Regions from separate parts of the Cyprinus carpio genome. Here region 2 is linked to region 1. The links are chromatin contacts, called in public Hi-C maps. All regions are on one chromosome and are shown on one strand. Each heading gives the region's core, a stretch centred on a gene start, on an enhancer-like site or on the middle of the called end of the contact. The rest is flanking DNA. Distances are from core to core; before and after follow the strand shown.

What was found. A called contact is a pair of places that touch in the nucleus more often than the background predicts.
Region 2: a contact with region 1 is called in a Hi-C map of skeletal muscle, with 6 times the contacts expected there. The contact joins the promoter of LOC109047209 here to the promoter of LOC109047211 in region 1. A contact is called at or near these places in 2 of 8 Hi-C or Micro-C datasets (liver and skeletal muscle).

Annotation. Positions count from the first base shown.
Region 1 is chrB22:18,607,600-18,614,705 of ASM1834038v1, forward strand. LOC109047211 (renin receptor-like) reads right to left here and starts at 4,417. Exons shown (of 9, transcript XM_042749101.1): 1 at 4,260-4,417; 2 at 2,354-2,484; 3 at 2,144-2,272; 4 at 1,707-1,802; 5 at 959-1,096; 6 at 449-502; 7 at 137-286. The coding sequence starts at 4,311.
Region 2 is chrB22:18,791,175-18,798,280 of ASM1834038v1, forward strand. It overlaps LOC109047209 (mid1-interacting protein 1-B), which reads right to left and starts at 4,365. Exons shown (of 2, transcript XM_019064918.2): 1 at 4,211-4,365; 2 at 2,563-3,863. The coding sequence starts at 3,595. The coding sequence ends at 3,155.

The sequences.
Region 1 (7,106 bases), core at 3,167-5,666:
AACTACCATTTTTATTAGTTTTTATTTTAGTTCAGGTGAACATTTTTATACATTTTTTATTCCAGTTAAAATGTATTTTAAATAATAGAAAGCTGATGTTTTAGTAAACTATAATAATGCAGCACAGTCTCCATACCTTCTGCAGAGCAGACGTCAGGATCCTGGTAGCGTCGGCGAACTGAGGAGAGTCTGTGCCATAACGACGGACGATCTCCTCCAACCCCGCAAGCTCTAGAGAGTACAGGTCAGGAGCCGGGTCTTTAGCCAGATGCTTGTGTTTCTGCAACTGTAGCACACAGAAAGAAACACTTCAATAAACACAGAATCAATAGAGTAAATTATCAGTGAAAAAGGACAATTCACTTTGTTTTAAAAAGTTGCCACGGTAATTTAATCTGATTACATAGATTTTGTTTGTTTTTTTCTCAGAGCAAACAGAGAAACTCACCAGAGCTGAGATGTCATAAAGCACCTGAACCTCAGAGAGGAACAGAAGATCAGCCTGAAAAACACAGACCACCACACGAACACATTCAAACCGGTTTATTTAGATCAACGCATAGTTTAGGGTGGGAAACAAAAAACCAACATGCATCTACCTAAACGACGGTTTCTATCTGTAACAACTACTTTCACATGTCGATATTTTCAGAAGCCACTTCCTACAAAGACCGAAAAACTGCTTCAGAAACTGTTACAGTCCATGTCTGTATAAAGCGTGTGAATACCGTAAACACTAATAAATAAATGACAGACAGACAGACAGATAGATAGATAGAGGGGTGCAGGATCTGGAAAGATCCTCAAGCTGGGATTCGAACTTGGGACGCCCATAGCACAACGATGCTGTATGTCAGCATGCTGCCAACAAGGCTATCAGTGCCGACAGATAAATACATTTTTAATTAGTTATTTGACATCTATGGACAAAGTAGATCTCAACACCATGAGTCTTCACCTCATTATTACGGCTGAGAGAGATGAGAGGAAGGGACGTGAGGACAGATCCATCCTGGGACAGACGTCCACGGATCTGCTGCAGGGTCACGGGCAGGTCCTCAAAAACCGTGTTGGCCATCCCCATCATATACAGCCTCTGAAACACACAATCAAGACATTTCTTAATATTAGACACGTATACAATAAATGTTTTGGGTTCAAAACATGTCCCATTTACATCATCTATGACTCTGTGAGAATTTCACAAAAAAACTAACAATTTAGACTTGTCTCTCAGTTTGTTAAATAAAAAAAATTATTTACTTTACTAATTATAAACAACATAATTGAAACTATTTTTAAATTACCATAATAACAGCAAAAAAATTTTTTTATCTTAGTGCTATATCAACACATACAGCAATTAAAAAAAAGACACATAAGATAAATAATAATAAAAAAAAAAAATCTAAAATCATCATTTAAAGCATGATTAGACAACTCTTTTTTTTTTTATACATATACAAACTACAAACTTTTAACTTAACACTGAATAAAAATGCTAATTTTCCAGTATTAAAAAAAACAAGTCAGTTCAATTGAATTGAATATTCTTTACAGTAGGTCTCATTTCAACTTTGCATTTAATAGCATTGGATTTTAAGCATCTCACGTGCATCTTCATCTGCAGAGCACTTTGTGTGTTTGCAGGCATCACTTATGTGGTTAGTGAGTCATAATGTGTCAGAAATTCGCTGAGGTCATACCTCCTCACTAGGGGCGAGCTGCAAGACCACAGGGGTGCTGTCGGCAAACAGAGTGTGCACCGTGTTTGCCACACTGTCCAGAGTGAACGGAACCGGCTGAAACCAGACAGACAGAGACGGATAGACAGACAAAGTAGTGCCATCAGTCTCATGATGCAAAATAAGGGAAGTCTAGCAGGGAAAATACATGGCTACTCAATCCAGAAATATCCTAATTTTCTGGAACTTACAAATTAGCTGTCGAAACTTCTTTTTTTCTGTTTTCAGGGTCAAAAGGGACTTATTTAACTTTACTCATTCATTTAAAGGTCAAAGTGACAACATACACATTGTATCAAAGACATAAAAGCAAGAAAGAGTCAGAGACAAAACCAGCTTTTGCATTCATGCACCACAGACCCTAAAATAACCCATGCACATGAGAATGCATCACTCACATTTTCGAGAGGGTAGGAGGAAATGTTTTTCGGAAAGTCGAGGGTGTCCAAGCCGCGCACGACAATCAGAGCGTTTGCACGCGGGCGTTGGAAGAGCGAGCCCGCAGCCAGACCTGGCCAATCAAGATCCTGCAAACAAAACAACAAGCTCACTACAGCGTTTACATGAAGACATCACATGTGCCATTACATGATTAAATAGACGTATACCTCACGGATGGAGAAGCCCATGGTCAGGGCGACTAAATCGGGGACCTTTTCTCCTGATATAGGCCATTGTCCATCCTGGAATGTCACATATGGCGGGCTGCGCAGAACAGTCAAGCTGTCGCCCAAAACACCTGATAGAAAATAGTACAGAAAACAATGCTGATATACATTACCACAATCTTTCTTTGCAATAAATGACACTTGCTTTAATATTTTGACAGCTAATGCAATGACATTCATAATAAGGTCCTTCGAAAGGTTTGCAAAAAAATAAAAAAAAACTGTATAAAATACAGTACAGGTCAAAAGTTTGGAAACATTACTATTTTTAATGTTTTTGAAAGAAGTCTCTTCTGCTCATCAAGCCTGCATTTATTTGATCAAAAATACAGAAAAAAACAGTAATATTATGAAATATTATTACAACTTAAAATAATAGTTTTCTATTTGAATATACTTTAAAAGAATAATTTATTCCTGTGATGCAAAGCTGAATTTTCAGCATCATTACTCCAGCCTTCAGTGTCACATGTAACATCCAGTCTATCACATGATCATTTAGAAATCATTCTAATATTCTGATTTATTATGAGTGTTGGAAACAGTTCTGCTGTCTAATATATTTGATGAATAAATGGTTAAAAAGAACTGCATTTATTCAAAATTAAAAAAAAAAAAATCTAATAATATATATTCTAATAATATATTTTCTTTACTATCACTTTTTATCAATTTAACACATCCTTGCTGAATAAAAGTATTGATTTTATTTAAAAAAAAAGAAAAAAAAAAATTACTGACCCCAAATTACTGACCAGTAGTGTATATTGTTATTACAAAATATTTATATTTTTTTACTTTTTATTCATCAAAGTATCCTAAAAAAGTATCACATGTTCTGAAAAAATATTAAGCAGCAGAACTGTTTCCAACTTTGATAATGAATCATCATATTAGAATGATTTCTAAAGGATCATGTGATAATGATCCTAAAAATTCAGCTTTGCATCACAGAAATAAATGATAATTTAAAGTATAATAAATTTAAAAACAATTATTTTAAATTGTAATAATATATCACAATATTACAATCAAATAAATGTATTTTTTTTGATGCTAAAAAATCCAGTATTTATCAGCAAAACAAACTTCTAAAAAAAAATCAATAAAAATAGTAATGTTTCCAAACTTTTGACCTGTACTGTATATAAATTAAATAATAATAAAAATAAGATTTAACAAAATAAATACAAATTATATTAAAATAAGTAAAAGAAATGACGAAAATAAATATATTCATACAAATAAATATAAACATCTATCAGTACCATCTTATAGTAGTACAGTAAAAAAGCTAAATAATGTAACGTAACAAACTAAATATTTTCCAAATAATATCGCATATTTATAATATGATTTCTTGTTCTGTAAAAACTGGGAATTTCTAAGCACATACAAATATATAAATGCCTTTCGTACGAAAATGATAACATTTTGGCTTCTAAAAAAACTAAACATTGAAAAGCCCTTTCCTAACACAATGACCAGTTTAAAACTCATATCAATACTATAACAACCATATTACTGCTCAACAACGTAAGATGTTTTTTAATGAACATGACTGTCACATGACTTGCTAGGGCTTCCTCATTCACTATCAACATTTAACAGCAAAAACCGTTTGTATTTCACAGCATAAAGCCACATAAACACAATATCGTAGCAGATCCACATAAATAAAATGGATTCAATTAATTGTATAAAAGAGATCAACTGGATCGAGTTACATGACTGCGGATTAGCTCACTGCACTCGTAATTTTTTCATTAAACAAGCGCTAAAAACACACCGACCCGGCTAAATAAAACCCCGTACATATAAAAGATACAGTATAACGTCAATTTACCTGATAAAAGGCATAAAAGCGCAAACACCGTGCTGATAATTGGTCGATTCATCTCAGCAGGGTCTTTCTGATGGACTGGCTTCCTCGCAATACCGGTCACGTGACACGGGCCCACCGCATGACGTCGTGCGTCATGACGTCGCTGCTGCTGTCCCTGTAGCGCTTCGGCTTTCACTGCGGCACTTTTAAACCTTATCTGACAGACCTTAATTAAAAATGAATGTTCGATCATGCAAATTTGCTAGCTAAAATAGGTTTATAATGCTATTAAGCGACACAATTAACACCAAAAGAGACTTTCTGAGAAAGTAAGCAGTGACGTGAAGAACCATCTCGAAAAAATGTTTTCGATAATATAGCCTAAGTTTTATTATTTCGATTTTTTTAAACTCAGTTAGCTTACTACATCACTTAGCTTGTAGCACGTAGGCTACCAAATTTGATTTCTGACAGGAATGAAAACAAGGCTGTGAGGAATAGAGGTAGCTTATGTTCAGTGGATTATAATGTTGATTAGCAACATACAGATTAAACAAATGTAGACAAAAACTTCATAAAAGAGTTTTTAAAAGTTGTGACATTTGTCCATCGCTTGCCATTATAAAGACCGTCTCTCCCTCATAGCCTCGTTTTCATCCTAACTTGACTGCGGATCTTCTTTCTGATGAAATACATTAATAACAGGATAGTGTATTATAATTGTGTATAATTAGAGCATAAATAGGCTACACTTTGATTTGATTCCATATACTGCTACAGCTCAAAAGACAGAATAATAATAATAACAAAAACACTACCGAAGTTAAACTAGCAATTTGTAGGTCATAGTATTTATATGCATACATTTCTTGTTTTTATTAGCAATTTGAATACAATCTGAGGACCATGATCTTGCCTCGTATCGTTGATGGTCCTCTCCAAGCGTGCTGATTTTCTTGTAATATCACCGTTGTCCACTTGGAGGAGCTCTTGTTCCGTCACTAACTGCTCGTATCGCCCGTGTTTATCTCCGCGAGCCAGCGATCATCTCCCTGCGCCTGTGACATTAGTTTCACGTGTCTCCTAACGCAGATCATCGCCACATGTTCGGCCGAGAAGCCTTATGTGACTCATGATATTTCAAAACAAGTCAATAAGTCAACGAGTAGTATATTGAAAATAAAGTCTGAGTTGAAATAGAAGTAAAGAGGCTGCATGCATGATAGTTATTTATATAAAGAATATACATATCTTGGTGAGCTGTAGGCTGATGATCAGATTGATGATGACTCAGACGTTGAGAATATGTTTGGTAATTAAATTATATATAATACTGATATATAGTATAAGCTAGCAGCCTACTGCTGCATAAGACAAAATCATGGTGTGTTTTCAAAAATAGGCAATAGAGAGTTGATCCACATTATATATATATATATATATATATATATATATATATATATATATATATATATATATATATATATATATATATATATATACATACACACACGCACACACATAAACACACATCAAAAACATTGAAATTGGCATAGGGTATATTTTAGGTCTGGTGACACACTTTGTAACATTTTCAACACTTTCACTTTCAGAGTGCACATTTTCTGCATGCTCTTTCGATTAAAGTTATAATTTTTATAACTATGATAGCAAAAGAAGAGAGCTTGTTACACTCCAATTATCCTTTTAATATACGTTCAAAACACTCATGGGCAACACACATCATTTGCTTTGGTCTTTCAGTCAATAACAAATATCAGAAATATCACCCACAACCTAATCCATTTAACATGATCGTTTCAAAAGCACTGTTTCCGTCTCTTGCCCGCGGAGGAGATTTTGTCCCGCACAGTGTTTGAGGTCCGTTCTCGCCCTGAGCAGCGGGACTGGAGCGCGCTGAGCGCGACCCCGTGACACGCCTCCTCTGATTTTCACATTCCATTAGGTAATTCAATAGCAGACAATTAGACTGACCCAGCCATCGGCCCACCCAACGGGACACTGCCGACTCAATGACCCTGATAGGGCAACGCTGCAGAAGTCTGCCTGGAGTTCCGTGTCATCCATGAGCATGTAAATTATTAATTACAGTTATAATATACAGTATATACAGTAATAACCACTGGTGGTGGTGGAGGAGATTCCCCTCTTCTATGTGAAGCGCTTTGAGTGCACAGAAAAGTGCTATATAAATATTAGGAATGATTATTATTATTATTATTAGAGAAGTGTAAGATATTATTAGATAAATAATTAATTTATGAATCATAAATATTTTAAATATTGTTTCAGGGTTATTCTATATGAAGATGTACCTTTTAATAAATATATGATATTAAAAAAAAACAATAAAATGGGTGCCTATATATATTAATTAAAATAAGCCAATTCTTGAATATCTTATTGTTTATTTGAAAGTTACAATAATACAACATTGTGACTTGTTTTATTATTATTATTAAAATAAGTGCAATTTTATTTATTTGTTTATTTGTTTGTTTGCTTATTTATTTAAGTTATAGTAATAAAACATTGTATCAATACCAATAAAAACTTTATTTATTTATTTATTTTATAATTTTGTGTCTTTTTGTAATTAATTGTGTTTTTGCATATATATATATATATATTTAATTTTCATACATTTATATATATATATATATATATATATATATATATATATATAATAATATATATATATATATATTTAATTTTCATACATTTAAAAAATATATATGATTATTATTAAAATAAGTAGGCCTACCAATTTAATTATTCATTTATTATATGGCAACACTTCTGTTTTCAACAATTGTGGCATTAATGAGAGTTTTTTTTCCAGTAGCT
Region 2 (7,106 bases), core at 3,115-5,614, 180 kb after region 1:
AAGACACAATCCCCTTAACAAGATGGCAGCATCCGTCCTCTCCATTAGCCTGTCCTGCTAGTTTGTAACTCACTTTTACCCCTCTGCACCTAGTGAGTCATGTTTTAAAATAACTTAAATTAACAGTTTGACGAATTCTGAAGAATATCAACTCTCCTTATTTCCCCTCATTTTCCATCCTTGGGAGTTTTTGCACCACATGAATTTTGGCCTTGATTCTCTGCAAAGAAAAGCAATAGTGTGTGCTTTTGAGTTGCACCTGATCCCATTTGTGCACCCAGAGGACACGTTGCATCATACCTCATTTCCAACACCGGTGGTCTTACGATCCTCCAAAACTCCATCGTACTGCCTGGAAGTGTCAGTATGTCACGCCACGGGCTGGTCTTACATCAGCTAGATGGCAGACAAACAGTCGGAGTTGGAGAAACACTAGATCAGCAAATCCAACTGATGGCATTCTTTCCTGTATAGTTCTCCCACCATCCCTAATTAGGGTGCGAAAAGGAAGACGAGAGAAAAATGTCGACCAGGAGGGTTTAGACTAGGAATGTTGCAGAAAATACAAAGGAAAGTTGACAAACATGTGATACCCACCTCAAACCAGCTTTATCTGCTGTGTCATGTTTTATCATGGTGGAACTATTATGGATCCATCAGTACTAAAGGTCAGTTTGTCTACTAGTCTGACCAGCTCCAAGATACATGGAGTTCAAAGAGCAAATTGTAGATTGTTTGGCTCTTAGATAACAGACAGAGCTGAAGTGTATAAAAAATTATGTTTTTTGTTTGTTTGTTTGTTTGTTTGTTTTTTTACCATACAGTGTGCAGCTTGTCAAGAACTTTAGGTCTATAATGAACTGTGTAATGCAAAGTCAATATACCTCTACCGGTACTGCTTCATCCAAATGGGTGAGCAATAAATTTGTTTTGGACCCAGTAATGTCTATATTTAGAACAACTTGAGATAGCAATGAACTAGCATGTAAGCAATATTTATGCATTGATTTATTAAGGACATAACAACTGGGCAAGTGACCTTTCTTAGTGGTGACACCTGCTGAAAAGACTGTGTTTACATGGACAGTCTTACTTTCATGATAACCAGATAACATGTAAAGTGATGTAAAAGCACTGGTCTTTATCAGGAAAAGGTCATAGAAATGAGATTACAGTCCATTTACAGTATGTTTTGATGTGAAAACCAGACACTGTATGCTGCGTATGCTCTTCTGTATCATCCGCGCCACAAGGATACACTGTTTTCTTTCAAATCAAAGCTAAATACACATAGAAACAGCACATCCTTGTGGCCCGGATGATACAGAAAAGCATACACAGCATACTGTGATATGGAGAGACACAGAGGAGACTGTTGACAAAGGAATTGTTGAATAAAGTAATTATTTTAGTTTCCTTCGCTTACAAAAACTGTTCCCATCGCTTCATATAACCCAGATTGCACGTCTGATGGCAGATGGAGTATTCTGACGATGACTTTCATACCTTTTATGGACCTTGACACTGTTATTTACTTGGCAGTCTATGAGACAGTCACAGGCCTCCCGGTTTTCATCCAAAATATCTGAAATTGTATTCCGAAGATGAACGGAGCTTTTTACAGGTTTGGAAGGACATGGGGGTAAGTGATTAATGACAAAATTTTCATTTTGGGGTGGAGTATCCCTTCAAGTAATTCAGTAAGTAAAACCTGATTAGTTTTGATGTCAGATTGTAAATGTGTCTTCTGTGCATGTCATACATTTATTAATGTTAAAGATTAACAATTTAATCAAAATCAATGTTTTGTTGTTGCTTTTTACATCAAAACCAGACAAAATCTTAAATGTAAATTTGTTTTGTGCGCAACTGCGCACGTCATTTTACATGTTAAATTAAGTTTAAACAAAACCTAAAGTGTGCTTACCATTTGATGATAACACACAGACAAAAACTATAGAATTTTTAGAGAATACAAGATTTTAGCATGAAATACTATGCATTCAGTTTGAATGACTCAAAATGTGAAGACAAATCAAGCTAGTTTTTTTAAACACATAGAAAATTCCAAAAGATCTTGTAGGGGTTAATGCTTATCTTTACCATGTCTCCAAAGAGCAGAACAATTCAATATTAATTACAATTTGACAGGATGCCACAGAAAACTGTCAGCTGGCCACACAGGCATCAGCAAATCATTCCTTTAATTTATAAGGCTTTTTCTTACAGTAGTGCCTTTAGGCCTATTAAACTAGTGTGGGCACTGGGCAGCTTAGATTAGAGACGTCCATCATTAAGTGCAGCTCAAGCAGTGACTCAGCAGTACGAAATGGAAAAATGCACTGCAGGTGCCCAGCTCTGTCAGATGTTGCCAGGTCTTAACTATAACGTGCCTCATCCCTTTGCGGACCTCAGCAGCAGCTGTGCGCGCCAACACAGGCAAATGTTTGCTGAGCAGGATAAGGCAAGTACACTACTGTAAAGTGATATTTTGCAAGGACATCCCAGAAGGAAATGATTCATTGTTAATCATGAGTTAAACACACAGTCACATCAGTGGGGTTGCATTTACAAAATGTTTATTTTCCAAACCATCTTTGTGATAGAAAAAAAAATACATGACACAACTTTCCTTCTAGAACTTTTACCAACAGTATCTGTGACGTAATCTCCAGGAATCTGTCAACATCCATAAGAACCATCATATGATTCCATCAACGATTGACGTCATAAAGTACCAGTGGCTTTTCAGTGTTGAAATGTGCGTTTCATACATAATTAGTGATATTAATTCTCAGCCCAACCTGTTATAATCTACATTAATACACCGCCAAAACTACCATAACGACCAATGAAATGTCTTTTGCATATCTAAATGTTAAATGTTGGCCTGTTTGCTTAAATAAATCGCATTTAATTTCAAAAGCCTGTTTCCAAGCCAGCATCAAGGTTGTGCAAACAATATCAAGGGATATTAGCAGGGGAATTAAGGGTGCTTGTAAACCGGCGTCGAGTACAAGTCTTTTTTTCTGATCCGGGGAATTAAAGATGCACGGAAGCCACCAGGGGCCCATTTGGCTTCGGCCCCTGCTGCACCCCCTTGTGAACTTTTTTGCAGTCCACCGGCAATGGATGGAGTAAACTCCAGTTCATTTCAATTCCCGCAGCCACCGATACCAATTTCTTGCTTGTACCTGTTTGTTAAAGTGTTGGCTTTTCGGGTGAGTTTTGACAGAACCGTGTGCAGTCCGTTTAGATGAAAATGAAACAGCTTCTCCAAGTCCTCATCGTTCGGTTCAATGCGAGACATCTCCAGGGCCGTCGTCACGCCATGCTTTTCCTTACGCCTCTCGTCGGCCTGAAGTACACCCCATTCGATATCGTTCCTAATTGATTTGAGGAGCACATAAGAGCCGTACATGTCCCCATCCTGGAAGGAGCTCACCTCTTTCTCCCCTTCCTGGTCCAATGGGACATCCCTCAGCAAACTTGGCACCATAATCGTCTGGTCCATGTTGTTCACGGCACCAATAAACCGGTTCATGGAATTGAAGAGGGAGTTTTTTTGGTTGTAGGAATCGCAGATTTGCATCATCTTTGCTGTCTTATTGACCTGGAGGGTTTTGATCAGAGGCAGAACGAAGAGCAGCAGTAGATAAGGTAACGTTGGTTGTTCTTAGGCTGGACGGTCCAGAAAGATCGAATGGAGGGTTTATCCACTATAAATCGTGTCCAGAGAGTGCTCAGGTTACTTGTGCGCTTCACTAAAGTGAGTTTCTGAAAGCGCAGGTGGATCTAAGGCAAGGGCGTGGCTTGCACACATCAATCAAACGTGTAACCAGGTCGTAACCGGATAATGTAACCTGAAATAACACAGATGTGTGGAAGATTAGTAGGGATGCTCACAATATTATATAATCAAAAGAAAAATCTGTGTGAAATGTAGAATATGAGGCAGAGAATCCAATAAATATAAAGAATAAGTTTACTAATATTTTGCAGTATGTGGTCAAACATGCCTTGGAATTAAATATACAGATTATTAGGTATTTAGTAAAACTAATTCGAATTGAATTCAAATATGTATTAAAAACTGTATTCTGAACGCGCTTTATATGCTTCCTGCCACTCCTTGATTTCCTAAAGAAAAAGCCGGCCGGCAAACTAAGCGTCAATCTATATCAAATAACGCAAGCTTCTAAACACCCACCTTTGCTGATATTCGTCTTCCCTTAAATCCGAAAACGTCCGGCAAAGTCCAAGGAAACCGATGATAAAGTCGCTGAAAGATAACACACTCGTCTAGCAACGGATCGAGGGTGAGGCCGCATGTAGCTCTATGCCGCTTATGAATATTCATGAGACGAGGCATCAGCCCACAACCGCTCAGCCGCTCTGTCCAATCAGAAGCCAGTCGCCAGGAGGACGGCGCCTCTCGACAGCCAATCAGAGGGCAGAAAGGGAATCCAGCAGCGTGCCAAGGCTCCAGCTCACGGTCAAAGACACACGACAGTGTACGAGAAGAACAGCGCATGAGGGAACTACCGAACTGATGAAAGTACCTACATTGCGTATAGAGCTCACACTTACAGCGCCACAACGGTTTCTTCATGCGCTTTATTTTAACTTCCCACTCTTAAATGTCGAATACCAAATTAATATTTTTAAAAAACGGTATTTTGTGTCTATAAATGGAGCTTTCTGATCTTACACCACTTTACAAGGATAATGGCTTTATGCCAACAAGAACCGAAAATACTCTTCACATCCTCAGTACGATATTTTATGATGGCTGAAACATATAAAGGTAGTAATTTTTCACAAACAGACAAAATAAATAAGACAGCCTACTTTATTAAAAAAAAAAAAAAGTTCAGTGTATTCCTAAAGAGACTGTATGCCAAGCCTGCACAGATCAGTGGAATTATGCAAATACTAACTTGCAAATATGAGTAGGCTACGCGAGATGTATAATGACACGAGGGACAAGGGTGGATGTCCTAAATCAAACACAGATCTACATACAGCCTCACCAAGATGTATTTGTTCGCTCAAGTCGCTTTTCAGTCGTTGCTTTGAATAATATCAAGTGAATTTTATTGTAAAGAAAGATAGCACAAGGCCACTTTATGCAAACCACGTCACAAAATGAGGTTTGTTTGGGTTTTCAATGATAAAACAGTGGATAAACTGCTCACAATAAGGACGAAATGTACTGCACAATTCGCTATCAAAAGTAAGTGGAACAAGCACGTTCATGTAGACGCCTCTTGTTTTGACGTTTCAGATTAAAAGTGTCAGACAGATAGTAGGACTTGCTTTTGGGGGGGCATTGGATCTGTTCTTTATATATGATCTTCTTATTCTCAGAAGACACAATATCTGCATTGAAATCCATGTCTGCATGATTATTTGCATGGGATTTCCCCATGAATGGAGAGCTCCTTTCATTGTGGCTGCTGGGGCCCCGTTACGTTTTTCAACAACATCGTGGTCCCATCTAGCGGTCAGGAAGGGAACAGCGTTCTGCCTTCAAGCCATGATACAACAAGTTCTAATTGTCACATCATTAGGGTGATAATACGTCCTCTTTTTCCCGGACATGTCCTGGCCGGGATTTCTAAATGGTCTAAAAAGTCCGGGGTTTATTCGCTTTGTTTTCCTATTGTTTACATACTTGCTGAAGGTAATGACTGAAAAGTATACCATGCATACCAGTGCATAATCGACCAGTCGTGTAAATCAAAATGGTCAAAACCAAAGAAAATAGTCAAAAGCACACGTTTAGTGCGTTTAGAATTCATGTACGTACAAGGACAGTGGAGAGCACGTCAAAAAGAAACCAAAGCCAAACCTGGACCTTTTACGCAATTTAGAAATCACGACCAGAACGCGTCTGGGGAAAAAGAGTCATCAAGTTTAACCACAAACACACAAACCAGACAAACCAGAAGCTGATAACGACGAAGAACCATTTTATTCATAGAGATCACGGTTGTTTACAATATCAAGGTACATTTTGTTGGCATGCTAGCTGGTGATGCATTTTAAAAAGTTTTCTTTTTATTATACAAAGTATATTATTACTCCGCTCGTCTATCTGGAGATGTGTAGTTCATCACGTGTGTTCAGACTATGAATTCTGGACTCTAATACTTAATGACCCATCAGCACACGGGGCAGCTGCAGAAATGATGGTTTGACATATTAATATAACAGCTACACGTCCTAAATGAGAATTAATGATCAATGAGAAAACCATACAAAACAATAACACAAAATTAAAGAGAAATGCACCCTGACACACATAAATATGGAATTCAGTTGACAGTACTTCACGATTCAAAATAAAAAGTAAAGAAAGCCAAAGACTGCAGCGTTTTCTACCACACATGCAAATAAATAAACAATAAATAAACAGCAGAGGTGTCTTAAGCTTGGTTTATTCTTGCAAAAATGAACAAACAAAGCCTCCAGAAAACCTGGGATTATTCCACTTCATATAAAGTTGTAAATCAGATTCCTCCAGCGTTTAAGAGCTGTTCTCCTGCCAACATAATCACTCTAGCATCACATGATGCTGATTATTATTATTTTTACTTTGAGTACAAAAAAAGTTATATAACAGTGTGTATATATATAACAGTTTCGCAAAGCATTCTGACAAACGGTAACCTTTTTAGAGCTTTTGTAAGATGCTATATTTTTAAATATATTTCTTCTATGCATTCTCAGAAATATCATTTTTTTTTATCCTTCATATATCTCATGCAGATTGAAAATTCCCAGAGCTGATTACATTCTTACAGTAAAAAGCCACAAAATAATAGAAAATACAGTGTCTCGCAAAGTAGATGTGGTGTAAAACTGTAACTACAACCCATAAACTGCAAAATTACCCATTCAACCGCCCATTAAACAGTGTTTAGATAGTGCTCTGAAATATCTGCTTGTCTTACAATGACATAAAAGCCACTAGTTTTAAGGGCACATGTTGTCAGTCTAATCTTCAGTCTAAATGTATTTGAGTTCTGCACGCAGCTATATGTGGCAGAAAATTGCTTGTTTTTGGCTTTTAAGACAAGACAAAATTGATGTTTACTACA